3 separate regions of the Gossypium hirsutum genome follow, and all the other regions are linked to region 3. The links are chromatin contacts, called in public Hi-C maps. All regions are on one chromosome and are shown on one strand. The core of a region is the stretch at or near the end of the contact, and the rest is flanking DNA. Distances in the headings are between cores, read along the strand shown.

Evidence for each region. Hi-C and Micro-C count contacts between places; a contact is called where the count stands out from the background.
Region 1: a contact with region 3 is called in a Hi-C map of leaf, with 7 times the contacts expected there. The contact joins the promoter of LOC107930653 here to the promoter of LOC107930632 in region 3. A contact is called at or near these places in 12 of 34 Hi-C or Micro-C datasets (callus, hypocotyl, leaf and 2 more).
Region 2: a Hi-C map of leaf shows a contact between it and region 3, with 3 times the contacts expected there. The contact joins the promoter of LOC107960316 here to the promoter of LOC107930632 in region 3. A contact is called at or near these places in 12 of 34 Hi-C or Micro-C datasets (callus, hypocotyl, leaf and 2 more).

What each region holds. Positions count from the first base shown.
Region 1 is chrA01:44,219,486-44,222,232 of Gossypium_hirsutum_v2.1, forward strand. LOC107930653 (ATP synthase subunit d, mitochondrial) reads left to right here and starts at 1,381. Exons shown (of 5, transcript XM_016862345.2): 1 at 1,381-1,715; 2 at 1,939-2,020. The coding sequence starts at 1,545.
Region 2 is chrA01:43,629,525-43,632,235 of Gossypium_hirsutum_v2.1, forward strand. LOC107960316 (3-phosphoinositide-dependent protein kinase 2) reads right to left here and starts at 1,390. Exons shown (of 11, transcript XM_016896635.2): 1 at 801-1,390. The coding sequence starts at 1,001.
Region 3 is chrA01:43,906,480-43,909,343 of Gossypium_hirsutum_v2.1, forward strand. LOC107930632 (non-symbiotic hemoglobin 2-like) reads left to right here and starts at 1,462. Exons shown (of 5, transcript XM_016862304.2): 1 at 1,462-1,692; 2 at 1,801-1,940; 3 at 2,082-2,196; 4 at 2,271-2,387; 5 at 2,475-2,707. The coding sequence starts at 1,846. The coding sequence ends at 2,612. LOC107930629 (a long non-coding RNA gene) reads left to right here. Exons shown (of 2, transcript XR_001693043.2): 2 at 159-511.

The sequences.
Region 1 (2,747 bases), core at 131-2,630, 310 kb after region 3:
TAAACCTGTCAACTTTACTTAATTTTTACTATAAACTGGATTGAAGTGCATGAAAAATTCTTATTTAAAGATTTTTGTGAAGGTTAAGTCTTTATATGATCATTTTGAAAGGTTTAATCCTTAAATGAGCAACTCTTAAAATGTTACATTCTAATTTAAGCATTTAGCCTTAAGCTTTTAATATTTTTAGCTCAAAATAAAAATAAAAAGGATATCGTAAACATAAGCAGCTCCTGAGTAAATTTATTCATGGGTCGAGCTATTTATTTAGACTTAAAGACCTATCTGAAATTTGGGAGGGTTTGTGCAAGAATAATTGGCCCGTTTAAAATATGGATTGGACTTGAGCATTCAAGACTTGAGCTTGATCCAACCTATTTTTAAATTTGTAATATTTTATATTATGTTACTTTTATATATTATATAATGTATAACACATAAAAATTAAATCTATAATAATATATAATACTACTATAATATAAACATTAAAAAATGTTAAGATAATTTTATATAAAATTTTAATAAATGAAAAAGTATATAAAATTTTTAAAATATGGATGGGCTTGGGTAAAATTTTAAACTTGTATTTCGAGCCAAGCAGGGTTTGAGCAAATATAAAGTGTGTTAATATCATGCTTAAGCCCAGACCGAACTTGGATCAGACTATCTCAATCCGTGAATTAAATTTAAAAATAAAATGTGATATAATTTTTTGTCAAACTATTAAATCATTTGAAATTTTAAAAAAAAACTCTTAATATTTTTGTAATTAAATTTAAATGAAATATATTTTCATTAATAAATAGTAATTCGAGTCAGGTTAAATTTGTTAGAGGTCAAAAAAATCCTTTTTTCCATGCTTAATCTAAGTTGAGCCCACCTTATTAGATTGATGGCGGATTGTTCGCCTTTTAAACATTTTTTTCACAAGAGAGGAATTTATTTACATCAGTAATTTTACACTTTTTCATAATTTTTTATATAATTAATGTTTCAATAATCTAACAATTAAATTTTTTAATATATTTGTACTTGTTATGTATATAAAATCAATTATATATTTCATCTTATCAATTTTAAAATATTGTCAATATATATAATGATTGAAAGGTTTTTTCATATAAAATAAATAGTTAAATTTTTTTAATTTATACCAAACTGAATAGGCGTGATAGATAAATTATTAAAATATTAATAATATAAAAAGTTTATATATATATATATATTTTTTTTTTGCGTGTGTTTTAAGCAAGAGTTTTATAAATTAATGAACCCGGTCCAAAACTTCTAATTGGTTGACACATAAGCCCGATCTATCATGGGTCGGACCAGAGGTATTTGGATTAAGCCCAAACTAAGTACATCGAACCGGTCCATCTTAAAATTCTCAAAATTCCAATTTTGTCCACAATTAAACATCAAAATGCCCATTTAAGATTATTATTTCATTTCCCTAAACAAGAAGCAGCAGCCTTCATCAGTCATCTCCAAAAAAGTTGTGGAGAAAAAAATATTACGTTTGGGAAGCGAGAAAGTGCGAGAAAATGAGCGGAGCAGGAAAGAAAGTAGTAGATGTGGCTTTCAAAGCAGGAAAGAGCATTGATTGGGAAGGGATGGCGAAGCTTTTGGTCTCCGATGAGGCTCGCAAAGAGTTCGCCACTCTTCGTCGCACTTTCGATGAAGTTAACTCCACTTTACAGACCAAGTTCAGCCAGGTTAGGGTTTTCTATTCTCTCCCATCTCAGGTTTTTTTAATAACTTAGGACCTTTGGGTTAATCTATAATTAGATCTTTAGGGTTTTAGTCTTTTTTTTGGTTGATTAATGTTATTTATTGAAATAAATAATCATTTTTGAAGCTTCTATTTGTCATTAAGGGTGATTTTTCATTTGATGCTTGTATTAACTTTCTTGGTGATAATCTGATTCTGTTAAGCAGGAACCTGAGCCTATCGATTGGGAATATTATAGAAAAGGAATCGGCTCGCGATTGGTGGATATGTACAAAGAGGCTTATGAGAGTAAGTTTTTTTTCTGTCATGGTTGAGTTTTCATTCTATACTATTTCCTAGTTGCCCCCTTTATTCTTAGATCTGTTGTAGGGTTCCTAAAAGCATAAAAATGGTCTACTTACCTCATGTTTGAAGTCTTCACATGGTTGCAGTTTCCTCGATTTGTGAATTGAATTAACTGTTGTTTAAGCTGTGCTTCCTGTTATGAGATGATAATTTTATGAGTCGGATGATGATATGGTCACCTTGACTAGCTACAATGTTCCTTTTTCGTTTTTATTGTCTCAAAATAATTAGTGAAGTGTGGAATTTAATTCTGTCATCCATTCTTCGATTGTGGATATTTTTTATCTTTGTTAAACCTATTCCGATGGCCATATTGCCTATAAGGATGTTGTGTTCATCGATTGTTATATTTTTTATAGGTAAGTTCTTAATATTGTATATAAACGTGATTCTTGTTGTATATAAACCAGATTCTTGTCCAAAACGCTGTAAAAGTTTCTATAGAACAACTATGATTCTCATTACTCCTATGCTTTGGATGTTTGATGTAAAATAACCTTTAACTCAGACCTTTATTTGTTACAAAAAGAAAAGAAAAGAAAAGAACAATGTTACTCAACCAATGAACTAGATGATTTTCAGGTTTTTTTTTACGGTAAGGTGTTCCACGAGCACCTTCTTGGAATTAACTGTGTTAAATGGAGCTGCCTCCTTTTCACTGTTTACTTGC
Region 2 (2,711 bases), core at 140-2,639, 280 kb before region 3:
ATAACAGAAAGTACTTTAATTTAGCCTCACATTTACAAAAACTCAAATTTCTAAAAGAGTGACAATAAAAAGTGTTTATCAATAAGTTATTTAGATTCTGAGATGGTGAAAAGACAAAAGAGAAAAAAGGGAAAAAGAGATGAACAGCATAAAAATTAACCAAAAAAATATTTGATATCAATGTCATTATCTGTAAGACATAAAACAAAAAGAGAGAAATAAATAAGATCTTGATCCAGCAGTAAAAGGAAAAGCAGTAGGCTCAAAATCCCTCACTCCACTCATGTGCAAGTTGAACTATCACCGATTAAGTAAATATTTGAGGGTAGTAAAATATCACACATAGCCTAAATAAAGCATAGATAGTTCAACATGCACATGAGTGCGGTAGGCTAAAAGATTTTCCGTTCATCCTCTTTCCAAGCATAGCCTAAATATTACACAGTCAGCTAATATAGGAAACAGAAACAGAACAACACATTTTTTATTCAACAGAACATGTTTTTCTTTACACTAAGTTTCTATAAACTAAGCAAAATTATTTCCCTTTCATTCAAATAGCTTGTATCACTACCAAAAAAACCCACAAAATTCACAAAGATAGCTAAATTTATACCAAAAACACACAATTCATAAAGAAAGCATCATTGCCTATCAAGTTCATAAATTAAAGCATGCAAGCATACATGCAAATAATAATAATAATAATAGTAATAAATTATAACCAAAAACAGTGTGTGATCTACTTAGAGTGATTTGACTAGAATCAAACTCAAGTACAAAAAAAAAAAAAAACTAACCTTCGAGTAAGAACCAACACCGTAGATCTTACCCAGTTCAAAATCCTGAATACTGAAATTCTCTTGAGGAGCTCTAAATGCAAAGCTTTTAGATCTCTGAACATTGTTAGAAGCAACAGTATTAGAAGAATTGTCTTTGTTAGTATCATCAGTTCCCTCAACCCTAAGCTTTGAATCAAAATCCTTCTCCATGGCCAACATTTCTCTCCCAAAAATCCCCTTACTTTCCCTTTTACAACATCACAGCAATAAAAATAATTATTGAGAGAAGCTTTTCTTTTTCGATTTTAGTTTCCAGTCAAAGAGAAAAAAAAAGAAAAAGAATCCTTTTTCCTCTTTATTGAGATAGATTGGATCTTCCTTAAATATTCTTCTGAAAAAATGAGGAAAAAAAAGTTGAAATTGATTCTTTTCTTGTCACTATAATATAATTTTATGAAATTTATACAAATTTGTGTAACTATAATTTAAAATATATATATATTATATTAAAGGGAAAAAAGATGAAAATGAGAGTGATCAGCTTTTGAGGAATTTCAAAACCCTAGAAAGAAAAAATTAATATATGTAAAAAAGTGAAAGAGTTGTCTGTATGCTAACTATCTGTTGGAATAATTATATTTTTTAAAATATTTTAACATTTATTGATAATGATTTGTAGCTACGAGTTTGGGAATGATTTGAGTTAATAACTTTTAATTTGATTGTAAATTTTAAATTAAAAGTAGGTTTCTAATTTATGGTAATGCTAATTCAATTTTAAAAACCAAGCAATAACAAGAATGTTGTGAGTTTGATTCTTTTATTGCTGTAACTTTTTCCCAATTCAATATTTGCTAAATGAATTTTATGGTTTAAAATTATTTTAGTTACATATTTTATGTTTTATTTTAATAAATTATGTTTCTAACTAATTAATTATAACTATTATATTCCAATATTTAACTCACATCTGCAAATAGTAATTTTAAAATTTAAATATTATTCGAATCCCCTCTATTTGAAATGTAAAGTGAGGAATTTGATGAAGGATAAATATATGCTACATCATTTTCTCTTTTCTCCATAAACAATCTCTCAAAAATAAAAAACCTGATTGAAGGTTAAGTTTATTACATTCTTTTTATAAATTAATTTAATTGCTCTACTAACCTGAATTTAAATCCATATCACTTGATACTAATTTTTTGAATTTGTTTATTTTTATTTTTTAATTTTAAAAAAATTAAAATTATTTATTAATGTGATATATAAGACAAATATTACTATAATAAGATGAGATACACTTGAATTATCAAGTGAATTACCAAGCTAACATCGTTAAAAATTTAATATTTTAGGTGTTTAAAAAAAATTATTTGACTTTTAACTTAAAAAGGATAAAAGTTAAATTAACAATATATATATATGTAATTATACTTTTTTTTTAATCAATTATCTTCTTCTCTTTTATTTGTTTTCAATATAGATTTATGAATTGGTATCTAATTTCGTAATTTTCTTTGTGAATATTAAAAATAAAAATTCGATAATGAAAACGCTTTTAAATTGAAATTCAATTACGTGTTGAATAAAATAGAGTAAATTATAATTATTGAGAGTAGTAAGTAGGTCCAAAGCATGGGCGGTAGGACCCAGGTTACGTGTAGGCAAGAAATGTGGGCCAAGTGGGTTCCCAAAGAAAAGCATTGGAACGGCCCTTTGATTGGGACGTCACCTATTACATGGAAACAAACTCCACAATCTTGACTTCTCCATAAAAATAAAACATAAAAACAAATTCATATTTATAAAAATAATAATAAACATTACAAAAAAATATACGATAGTAAAAATAACACCTTAAATTTTAATTAAAATATGAGTTGATTATTATTTAAAAAGTAGGGCAACAATGGACGGTGAAGTTAA
Region 3 (2,864 bases), core at 212-2,711:
TTAATTGAAAAATTGCTCTGCATATGGAAAATTCAGATTCTGTTCTCTATTTTCTTTATATCTGTCTTGTATTTGTATTCCCCCCCCCCTTACAATTAAAAACCGAAGGCTTTATAGCCAATATACAAGCGATTTCTGCTATTTTGCCCATGTTGCAGGTCGTGAAGCCATGAAAACGGAGCGCACAGACGTGGGGTAGGCAACGCGTAGTTGGGGATCGTGCGAAGGGCGTGTGTGGAGGCTGCTGGTGAAGGCCGCGGCGTGAAGCAAAAGGAGACCTAGGGTCTCTAAAAACCCCAATGCTTTGGGCCTATCTGGCCTTTGTATTTTTATTTTATTGGGCCTTGATTTGGGCTGTTGTATTTTTTTATTTTATTGTTTTGTATGTGTACGGGCCAGGCAAAATTTGGGCCTTACAATCTCTACTCTCATCAATGGGGTTTATAAAAACCTTGGTGTGCCTCCCATTAGTCATAGTTTAACCCATGGATAATAGGATGCTTACCTTCAACTTGTGGGCCCCATTTAAAATGTGGTTGTAATAGTTGCACAACCTTCAGCTCTGCATTTGAGGTGACATTTGCCCACTATTTTTCTTTCATCAATTCGTAACAACAAGGCTTTCCTTCCCTAAATTGAAAGGAGGAAAGCCAAAATCAGAAAACAAAAAGCTATCAATCGAAGGAGATCACAAACCTATTATCAAAAAAGAAAACCCATCATGCTTAAATTTACCATTTCAATTAAGTTACGTACTAACAAAAATTCCATTCAAGATTATTCTACAAAAATGTTTAAATGAAAAACTGGAATTTGATTGAAAAACAAGTGAATTTTTGGAATTTTCTCAAAGTTGACGTTAGCCATGCGCCCAGAAAAAAGTAAAATTTATAAATATGCATAAAAAAATTATTTAGTGATTTTTTAATACAAAAATATAAATTATTTTTGGGAAGGTGAGGAGCATGAGATTCGTAATAAGTGGTTTTTTGTTCATTTGTTTGATTTTTATAAAAATAAATAAATAAAATCATGGTGCTTATGCTATCAATCTTGGATTATTGTTTCTTCAGTATCTCTAATACACCGTTAATTAATGATTAGGTAGATGTTTATCTCAACTGGTACATTGAATGAAATATTGATATGTTTTACATAAAATAATATATATTGGGAAAAATTCAGTAAAAATTAGAGTAATTTTACACATTTCTGTAATTATTTATACGATTAATGTTTTAACGATCCAATCATTAAATTTATTAATATAATTGTACTTGTCATGCATTTAAATTTTTGAACTCATCTGATATTCGTATTATATTAATCTAAAAAATAGTTGATATATATATATTCAAGGGGTGAATTTTTATATATAAAATAAATAGTTAGAATTTTTAAATATACATCTAATTTGATATGCAAGATATATATATAAATAGACTAAATGATTGAACATTTGAATAGTAATTTAATTTTGTATGGTGTAAGCATGAATTATTTTGTAATGATAGAAAATATCTGGACAGGTTACAACTTGGGAGATATTTCTTTCAAAATTCAACCAAATGAAATCAAAATGATTTTTTGTGAATAATAACATCCTTTTTTAAATTTCTGGAAAATAAGGAGCCATCTTTTACACAATCATCAATGCACGTCTAAGAAGACAAATAAAGCTTAGCTGTATTGGTATTATATTAATAAAGGAAAGCAGCAGTTAAATTTCTGAGTTTGCGTTTGTCATTAATAATATTTATTTCTTCAAGATTCCCACACTAGTTTTCTCTTTTCTTATAGAGCTCCACCACTCCCTGGTTATCATTGAGAAGAAGAAAATCAGAGATGGGTTTCACAGAGAAGCAAGAAGGGTTGGTGAAAGAATCATGGGAGGTTTTGAAGCAAGATATTCCTCACTTCAGCTTGCGTTTCTTTTCACTGTAAGACCTTTAATTCTTTCCTTTTTATGAATTCTTCGTTCGGACCCAACAGTGGTCAGTGTCGGCCAAACGAGTGAGGCTGTGTCTTTTAAGAGAATTTCTCTTCCACTGAGTATTGATTAAATTGAGAGTGTTATTTAGGATATTGGAGATAGCACCAGGTGCGAAGAACATGTTCAGTTTCTTGAGGGAGTCAGAGGAGATTCCTCAAAATAATCCAAAGCTCAAAGCTCATGCTGTCAAGGTTTTCAAGATGGTCAGTCCTTTTATTTTATTCATTGCATATATATCCCTACTTAAGTTAAAATACTTAAACAATTGTTGTTGAAGACATGTGAGTCAGCCATACAACTGAGAGAGAAAGGGGAAGTGGTAGTGGCTGATACTACTTTGAAGTATTTGGGCACTGTCCATGTCAAGAGTGGTGTCAAAGACCCCCATTTCGAGGTACATTTTTATTTTATTTTTTAATAATAAATTTGATTTGGATGCAGTGGTTAATTAAAAAAATTTTGAGGAATAATGTTAATGCAGGTGGTGAAAGAGGCACTCATAAGGACAATTGAAGAAGCAATTGGAGAAGAGAAATGGAATGAAGAGATGAAGAATGCTTGGGGTGAAGCTTATGATCAATTGGCTGAGATGAAGAACCATCATGATGAAACTGCTTAATTACTCTTTTACTTCAATTTTATTGTTGTTTGCCAATATTTTCACAATTTTAATGAATAAATTTTAGTAATAAAGACTATTTTGTTTTTCTATCATTATTTTGCCTTATTTTCTCTTTTTTTTCCTTAAAAAAAAGTTAAAAACTTAATAAAAAAATACATTATAGAAGGAGAGAGAGATTTAAAACAACTTGTAATATTGAGTGAAATTAAGTGGAATAAATATTAAAACCATATGACATTATCACATAAA